Linked DNA regions of Mus musculus: regions 1 and 2 are each linked to region 3. A link is a contact called in public HiChIP or PLAC-seq and Micro-C data. All regions are on one chromosome and are shown on one strand. The core of a region is the stretch at or near the end of the contact, and the rest is flanking DNA. Distances in the headings are between cores, read along the strand shown. Region 1 has its middle 9.0 kb from the start of Gm40038. Region 2 holds the start of Jade1 (jade family PHD finger 1). Region 3 has its middle 37 kb from the start of 1700052H01Rik.

Evidence for each region. Hi-C and Micro-C count contacts between places; a contact is called where the count stands out from the background. HiChIP or PLAC-seq counts read pairs in DNA pulled down with a chosen protein or histone mark.
Region 1: a contact with region 3 is called in a Micro-C map of embryonic fibroblasts, with 4 times the contacts expected there. The contact joins two enhancer-like sites. A contact is called at or near these places in 1 of 15 datasets of contacts at CTCF or cohesin (the NIH/3T3 cell line) and 5 of 484 Hi-C or Micro-C datasets (the G1E-ER4 cell line, cerebral cortex, cranial neural crest and 2 more).
Region 2: an H3K27ac HiChIP or PLAC-seq map of trophoblast stem cells shows a contact between it and region 3, with 20 read pairs. The contact joins the promoter of Jade1 here to the enhancer-like site in region 3. A contact is called at or near these places in 2 of 39 promoter capture datasets (the 3T3-L1 cell line and neural stem cells), 1 of 15 datasets of contacts at CTCF or cohesin (the NIH/3T3 cell line), 10 of 115 datasets of contacts at active chromatin or transcription factors (the NIH/3T3 cell line, astrocytes, bone marrow-derived macrophages and 7 more) and 3 of 9 other capture datasets (adipose tissue, macrophages and pancreatic islet).

What each region holds. Positions count from the first base shown.
Region 1 is chr3:41,181,156-41,183,855 of GRCm38.p6, forward strand. No RefSeq gene overlaps it. Among named protein-coding and RNA genes, the nearest start is that of Gm40038, 9.0 kb to the left of the region's middle. Within about 2 kb of position 1,331, at least 68 of the 459 cell types and tissues checked have an H3K27ac peak or open chromatin away from gene starts, as enhancers often do. A contact at or near this core is called in embryonic fibroblasts, where this site is marked.
Region 2 is chr3:41,554,286-41,556,985 of GRCm38.p6, forward strand. It overlaps Jade1 (jade family PHD finger 1), which reads left to right and starts at 1,449. Exons shown (of 11, transcript NM_001130184.1): 1 at 1,449-1,534.
Region 3 is chr3:41,317,592-41,320,291 of GRCm38.p6, forward strand. No RefSeq gene overlaps it. Among named protein-coding and RNA genes, the nearest start is that of 1700052H01Rik, 37 kb to the right of the region's middle. Within about 2 kb of position 1,345, at least 72 of the 459 cell types and tissues checked have an H3K27ac peak or open chromatin away from gene starts, as enhancers often do. A contact at or near this core is called in embryonic fibroblasts, embryonic limb bud, pancreatic cancer cells and 1 more, where this site is marked.

The sequences.
Region 1 (2,700 bases), core at 81-2,580, 140 kb before region 3:
TGCTGGGTTGACACCCTGGGCTCAGCCAGATCTCATGGACAGAGCGACTCTTGGCTCTCCTCAGGTGGAATCCAGTGAGGGACCAGGCTGCCCAGTGATGAGTGATTCAGCCAACCATCTCTTCGCTTGTGTGTTGCTGCTGTCTTCCAGCTCAGATGTATTACATCGTTGGCAGATGTACTTCATAGTCTCTGTTATTTCTTCATTCAGGAAGGAATGTCACAAGCTTCAGTTAGAGGCAGAATCAAGATGTCTCAAAATGCAAGCTTCCTTTGGACACTGCTGGCTGGTTTGTTTACGTTTTCATACAGTAAGCAGCTGCTGCAAACAGCTCTTGATGCTTTTCCTTGTGCTTTTTTCTACCCGCTCTCCCGAAGCCCCCCATCATACCCTCAGACGTCCTCTCTTTCTGCTTCCTCTCGATACATCCTGCATCCCTGACAGCCTCCGACAACTGCTGCTGAGTGATTGTGTCAGCCCCATAACACAGGTGCCTGTGCTGAGTGGATTCTTTCATGGCTTCTTGGGTCAGGATGTGCAGGAAATGCTGAATATACCACAAGGAGGAGATTTGCCTGGGCTCCTTGTGTCCATGCTTCCAGCCAACATTCCCGGATTCCCGTGGATCACGCTCCAACCCAGGCCCGAATACAAATCGTGCTGCCATGTTCTTCAAGAGGTGTCAGCATTCATGAAAACTGAATATGAGTGAGTTACTCTTATTTTTATAATTTCATTTAAATAATATAGTTTATTATCATAAATTTACATGTTATTCTATTGCAAATTAAGCCATACCAGGCTTAGCTCCAAGCACAAAGTTTACCCCTTATGAATATTATTTTCACAGAGACTCTTAGGAAGGACATAGATTATATTTAAATATTTTAAGAACTCGTTTATTTTCAGAGACTTAGGGAGTGTGATTATTTGTCCTGCTCCCAAGATCCTACAAAAAATAAAAAAGCGGGGCACAGCTGGGCGGGTTGGGATAGCACCGCTAGTTTGCTTCTCAGCCATATGTGTGCTGAGTGCTTCTCTGCTGTGTCTTCCCCGTGCTAGAGTTTCAGGGACTTAGAGCGAAGCCTGGCTTCAGAACCGGTCACGTGATAGCACAGATGAGAACGGTGACAGCTGTTCAGATACATGACCCCCAAACCAAAAGACACAAGGAAGAGTGGGACTGACCTGCCACTTCAAGCAAAGCAAAATCCTCTCCGCTCCTGGCTACTCTGAGACTTTGGCCACCAACCTGGAGCCATGGTCCACTAACTGTAGTAGAACTGGGGCTCTTGCAGTTGCCACTACTCAGAGGGCCACCAGAGGGCGCTTTCCTCCTTTCAGGTTCTGCCTTACTGAACACCGCTCCTTTTGATGGATAGCACTGAGTTTCTCAGGAGCTGGGGAATTCAGCTGATGCAGCTGTGGTAGACAGCTTGGGCACGAGAAAACGTCAGTAATTTTATGTGTGTTTCTGTGTATAGTTCTTCACTTCTGTCTCCTCTGGTGAACTGTGCACTTAAGAACCAGGTCTTGTCTGTGTTTATCTCTCTCATCTGTGGCTAGCCCGGAGTCTGATGTTTAAGAGGTTTTAATAAATACTACAGAGTGTGAAGAGCTGATCTTGATACAGGTTTTAGGTTTCTGCCTCTCTGAGCCATCTGAGGTCAGCTTGACCTGGGATCCTTATTCAGTAGGTCTGGGATGGGGGTGCAAACACATCTTTGGAAAGCTCTGTGCTCCTAGCTAGCTCTTCCTGCCCCACATGTGGGCTCCTTGGCTTACTGCCCTGGCTATGGGCTGCTGAGTATGAGAAATGAATCCCTGATCCTTGGGTTTGCCCCCGAGCCCCTTCAGCATGACCCCGTCTGCCCTCCCACAGGCCTTTCTGTTCCTCTTCCCATGAGCACCTTTCCCTGCCAGAGATGACATCACCTGCCAGCTGTGGGAGACCAGCCGGGAAGACCCGGGGCTCTTGGTACCACCCACAGGGGCAGCTGCTTCTGCAAGCTGGAACTCACCAGCTCTCGTTCTGCTTCAACCAACACTTAGACTGCATGGATGCTAGAACAGAGGGCATCCCAAAGCTAAGGGGGGCGGGGGTCTCTTCTCTTATAATGAAGGCTTATACTTTTGCTTCCTCAGAGTTCCGTTTTCCAAGGTTTTGAATGGGAAATGTGTGTACACGAGAAGGTTGAGGAGAGGAACTATGGATGGGGGAGATTCCTCATGTTATGTGGGTTGGCACTGCGTGAGGAATGCAGAGAGTTTCAGTCTTTTGGGTCAGGTGGTGCTGCATAAATCCCAGTGTGAGCTTCATGGGTGTGGATGGGCAAGTCAGCTAACACTCCGAACCTCAAGCACCTCACTGGTCAAACTGGACAGTAGTGTCCCTGTTTAGCTTACATGCAGACTTGGCTTTAGATGCAAAACTGTCAATGTCAGTCACTCTAAGTCACAGCACGCGAGGCTTGCTCTTGGAACTGTTACAGGATGCTTCGTTCATTGTCCCTGTGTCCTCTTCTCATTTGGCCATCGTAAAGGAAAACAGTCATTTTTTTTTTTTGTTCCTGCACTTTCATCTCGTGGACCTGGTGATTGATGCAAGTGACTGTTTTCTCTTCTTCAAAGCAGCTGCTAGAAAGCCCAGAGCCAAACGTGTGGTCCGATCCGTCAGCATCAACTGTGCTCACCATTATA
Region 2 (2,700 bases), core at 199-2,698, 240 kb after region 3:
GAAAGAAAATGGGCTCAAACTCGGTCCGGTCCGGGACAGAGTGTTTTTTTGTGTGATGTAATTTACAGCTCCTTCTGGGAAGCCAGGGTTACCTGCCCGGCTGACGGACTAGCTTAATAATCTTCAACCAGATGTTTTCTTTCCTTATCTTTCTTGTGTCCATTATCAATCATGTGAGCCAAACATTCTTTTTTTCTTATAAAATTTCTCAACTAAAATTACTCACTCCTTCTTTAGATTCTTTCCCAAATGCCACACTGGTCATGTGTGAGGCTTGGGCAAACAATCAGCAGGGAGAGGTAGGGAAGGAAACAGAAGAATGTCCGTGTTGTGGAAGTCAGGTGACTACATTTCAAGAAAGGGGGGAACGAACCAGGGAGATGCTTCAGCAGATAAAAGCACTTTCTGCCAAGTCAGGCCCCGCGTGATAAAGGAAAGAACCAACTTCAGCACATTGTCCTCTGACCGCCACGTGCCTGCTGTGGCACATGCGCACTCTGTCTGGAAAAAGAATAAATAATAATAAAAATTATTTTTTTAAGAACTACATAGCATAGACAGCAAAATTAAATCTAAAAAGATAGGCACGAGTATGACTGAACAACAGTATCAAATTTGGTGAGATCCAACAATCTAAGGATAAGAGGCTGTCCCAGCCTTTACCTAGAAGAATGTTGTATTGGCTGGGACAATGTGTGCCAACTTCTAACACATGCTAGAATGATCACAGAAGAAGGAGCATCCGTTGAGGAAATGTAGCCCTGAAATCCAGCTATAAGGCGTTTTCCTTTCTCTTTCTCCTTCTTTTCTTTTCATTTTTTTTTGGTTTTTCAAGACAGGCATTTTCTCAGTTAGTGGTCCATGGGGGCGGGCCCAGCCTACTTGCGGGTGGAAGGCTGAGCGAGCAAGTCGCTACTACGTAGTACTTCTTCTCTCCATGGCCTCTGCTTCTGCTCCTGCCCTGTTTGAGTTCTTGTCCTGACTTCCTTTGATGGACAAACAGTATTTTGGTCTTGTAAACCAAATAAATCCTGTCCTCACCAACTTGTTTTTTATTTATTTTTATTTTTGGGCGCGCGCGCGCGCGGAGGGGGGGGGGTTCATGGAGTTTTGTCGCAGCAGTAGTAACCCTAAGTGAGCTCAGTCTTATTATCTGTCTGCGGGTGACCCACTGGTCTTTCAAAAAGTGTGGGTGTACGCAAAATGGAGAGAGGAGAACTTCTGGAGCCGTTCTGCTCCACGTCGTCGTGTTCAAAAGTATCCGGAAGCAGTCGGTGGCCAGCCAGCCAGGCCAGGCGCCAGCCGGGCGGGGGTAAAGGCAGGCTGGGAGGGGCGTCAGAGCCTGGGGGTGGGCGGGTGGGTGCTGTGGCGTGTGGAAAGGTCGGCTCCTCCCACCGTGACGTGATGCCCAAGACCAGACTAAAGAGCCTGCCCGGAAGATCACCTGCTCTTTGGGTTCTAGAAGGCAGAAGACATCCTTGTCCGCTCGCCTGCTACCTCTGAGGAAACTCGGGGCTCTACTCAAAGTGCTGAGGTAGGTGGTCCACCTTGGAGATAGGTCTCGGGGAGAAGGGGGACACTGGTGAGGGAAGGGCAGAGGCTTCCAGGATTAGTTGAGGTAGGGGGGATAATATCCTGGAACCAGTGAGCGTAAATCTCAAGCCGGTCCGCCCTGGTCTGGGCTTTCCTTCCCGCCCTTTTTTTGCCTTCCTTTCCCTTGGCGCCCACCATTTTGAGACCAGATCTTTGGTAGTCCAAGCTGGAGGGAAAAAGCATTGACGTTGGGATGGATTGGAGCTTCGGTGGCCCTGAGCACTGGGATTGCAGGCGTGAGTTTACGGGACTGGTCTGCGGGACTGGTCTGCGCCATGCGATGGCTTTGGGGCCTGTTAGGCAAGCACCCTACCAAGTGGGCTACACCCCTGTCCCATGCTTCTCTAGCTCTGCTTCCACTCCAGATTCAGCCATCTTGGAACTACCCCAAAAGACTCCGTCAGGAAAGCCATAACGCTTAGCGGCTCATTCTGCTGAATCTAGCCCTGGATTCTTAATTCTTTCAAATTATTTCATTCCTCCGCTTCCCACAACCTGTTAATCTCTGCGGTAACTTCGAACCTAGGACCTGAAGCCCAGCTCTTGATCCAATACCCTTCCTCTCCCGTCCTGTGTATTTTCTGTGTATCTTGGATGTCTAGAGGTCTAGGTTGGAGTCATGTGGGGACCTTTCTGCAGAAGAATGGAGGCCTGTAAAGAGCCTGGTTTATCCATCTCACTTGTCCTTAGCTTAGAAGTCAGTATCTTTCAAACACGGGAAAGAATTTGAATTCTGGAAGTTCTGGGCGTCTTCCCTCAAGATGGCTCAGGAAGGCAAGCACGTGCGTGATGGAGCTCCCCTGCCCCCCTCCCTCGCTCCCCCCTCCCTCGCTCCCCCTCCCCTCCCCCCTCCCTCGCTCCCCCTCCCCTCCCCCCTCCCTCCCCCCTCCCTCCCTCTTCCTCCTCCCTCTCTCTCTCCCTCACTTTCCCCTCCCCCTTCACCTCCCGCCTCTCTCTTAAACACACACACACACACACACACACACACACACACACACACACACCACCCCAGAAAAAAGTGAGTGAATTGTGTGGCCGTCATACCAAGACTTGGGATCCTTCGCTTCACAAACATTCAAGTAAGTGGTGGACCTAGCTATCCTCAAA
Region 3 (2,700 bases), core at 95-2,594:
GACTACACTGGACCACCTGGATAATCCAAGATGATCTCCCATCTCCAACTTAGTCCTGTCTGCATGGTCCCCTTTGCCAGATAAGGTGGCTGGCTCACTTATGGGGTCTGAAGATTAGGGTGCAGGCATCTTTGGGGTGCTTTATCCTGGGTAGGACAAGTTATTACGGTGGATATGGGATCAGAAGCACATTCCTATCCTGGGGCAGCTGTGTGGGAGGGAGACAGGTCAGTGCATCTGGGCTAGCGCAACCCTGCTAGGAGTAGAGCGCGAACATGCTTACCCCAAACACAGAGAGTCATGGCTTCTGCTAACTAAAAGGCAGGCCTGTTTTACATGCTGCAAATAATACATAGCATTTATTTAAGGCCTCTTCGGAACAAGCTGTTTCTGCCTCCGATGTGGCTCTGTGGCTACTCAGCTGACTTCTGTGAGCCTTCCTCAATGTTCTCTTACAGCTTGCCTAGAGTGTGTGAGCTTTTCATTTCTCATTTAAACATGGGCTCCCATTCTGCAATGTGTAGTCTGTGCATTAAACATCCACAACCAAATTGCTTAATACCCACTTTTAAAAAAAATCATCTCCTCTAAATGAAAGCTCTTCAAACACCCAGACCTCATACTGGTTGAATGGCACACCCAGACCCTTTCCACCAGTTTGGTTGCAGGTGGGGTGGAGGGTTGTCATGGGCGACACTGGTTCCTGTCAAATTCCAAATCTCAGTGCTTTTTTTCAAGTGGAGCAAGGGAAAGGGCTATAACGACCACTCATTGTAAACTGAACCACCTTGCAGCGGGGAGGTGGGACCCAGGGAGCAGTGGGACGAGCAAGAGCCAATCTGAGAGCCCGAGAGTCACCTTCTAATTGCCTTCTCCATGACAGCGTCATAAGCTTCTTTATGGTGGTTTTATTTCACAGTGACCTGCCACGCTGCTGTAATTCTCCCAGTGTCAGTCATGCAGGTTTTAAAAGATGGTTGGTTTTATGGCTTTTATTTGGGAATTTGTCAGGGTTTCACATTACGGAAGCCTTCAAGCAGCAGCCTAATAGGCCATAATTTGGTGTTTAAAGGGATATTGCCAAGTAACCTGCCTGGGCCTGCAGGTGCCTCTAGCAACTGAGTTCTTAGGCTCAGAGGGGAAATCTCCATAATTTCCTTTACACTACAGTAAACCTTTACTGTCAGAAACTTCTATTCGAAATTCCAAAGGACTCCTGGCATCCTGAGACCTGGGAGAGCCTTTCAAGTTCTGTGAGCAGCTTGCTATTGAAGCTCGGTTCCCATGAAATGGACTTTAGGTGTTAGCAAAGCCACGCTCAGGTTAGTGCATTCTGGCAATTGGAGCTGACGTACCTGCTTTATGACTCATAGTCTGGCAATGACAGTGCTAGGCCCTGAGTCATCCTCCTCCTCCTTGTTGTCCTCTTCCTTTTCTTTGTCCTCTTCCTCCTCCTTCCTCTCTGTCCCTCTCTGTCTCTGTCTGTCTCTCTGTCTGTCTCTCTGTCTGTCTGTCCCTCTGTCTCTGTTTCTCTGTCTCTCTGTCTGTCTCTCTGTCTGTCTCTGTCTCTCTGTCTCTGTTTCTCTGTCTCTCTGTCTCTCTGTCTGTCTCTCTCTCTCTCTCTCTCTCTCTCTCTCTCTCTCTCTCTCTCTCTCTCCCACAACCCCCCCACCCCCTTAGGATCTCAATGCCCCTAACAGATGTTTTTAAACATCACGCTTCTGAGGACTGTTTTGGCCTTTTGCCACTGTGTGTACTCATAGGTTTAATGAGAAAATTGATGCCTCCCAAGCACTCTTCCCAAGGGGGAGCAACTGGTCTCCTTGTGCAGATGGTGGGCGTTCCCTAGGCCAGTATGCTGTGTGTAAGAGAGTGCACACACACACACACACACACACACACACACACACACACACACTTTACCCCAGCTCCTTTCTCTCTCTGTGGCCTCAGCTTGGTACACACACTGGAGTTAATCACAGATGGCTGCTTCTTCTTCAGTATGCCTCTGCAGAGCCTCGAGTTTATCTGAGCAGTGGGCCATCTTTCTGGGGTGACCTCTGCCATACAGGAGGCTGGTGTGCTTTAACTCTCATTTCTTGGTGAGTCTCCTCCTGAGTTCACTGCATGGTTGTTGTGGGGGTAGAGTAGGGCTCTTCCCAGAAGACGCCTCTGATAGTATCTTTGAACATATGCTGTTGATTAACCGAGAAAAGAAAAGACTCTTCACTTCTCCCATTTGGAGGTTAAAGTAGGGGGGCTTGTCTAAAACAGATTGTGGCAAATTGTGGGTTTATTTGAACAGTATGTCAACGTTACTTACTCATGGGAGAGAAAACTTTCAGATTGATAGGTTTCTTTTAATTACCTCATCCTGGAGGTTGCGCTCCACAAACAAGAGATTTCAAACGCCATTTGGGTACATCTGAAAGGGCAAGATTGGAAACCTAGCAAGAATACCTTTGAAAACCTTTCCATAGTTCTAAAAACAAGAAACCCTGATCGGAGTACACTGTGCCTCTCAGCAAACTGGACACTGCCCTCAGTGATCTCAGTGCCTCTTGTAAAAAAGGTGGGTTGTGGAATTGTCACATGACACTGACAATCCCTTTCTGTGGCTAGGTATTACTACCAGGTACTCAGACCAGAGCAGCCTTCTTTAATCCCACAATACCAGTACCTTCCTCTTGAGTTCTGTCC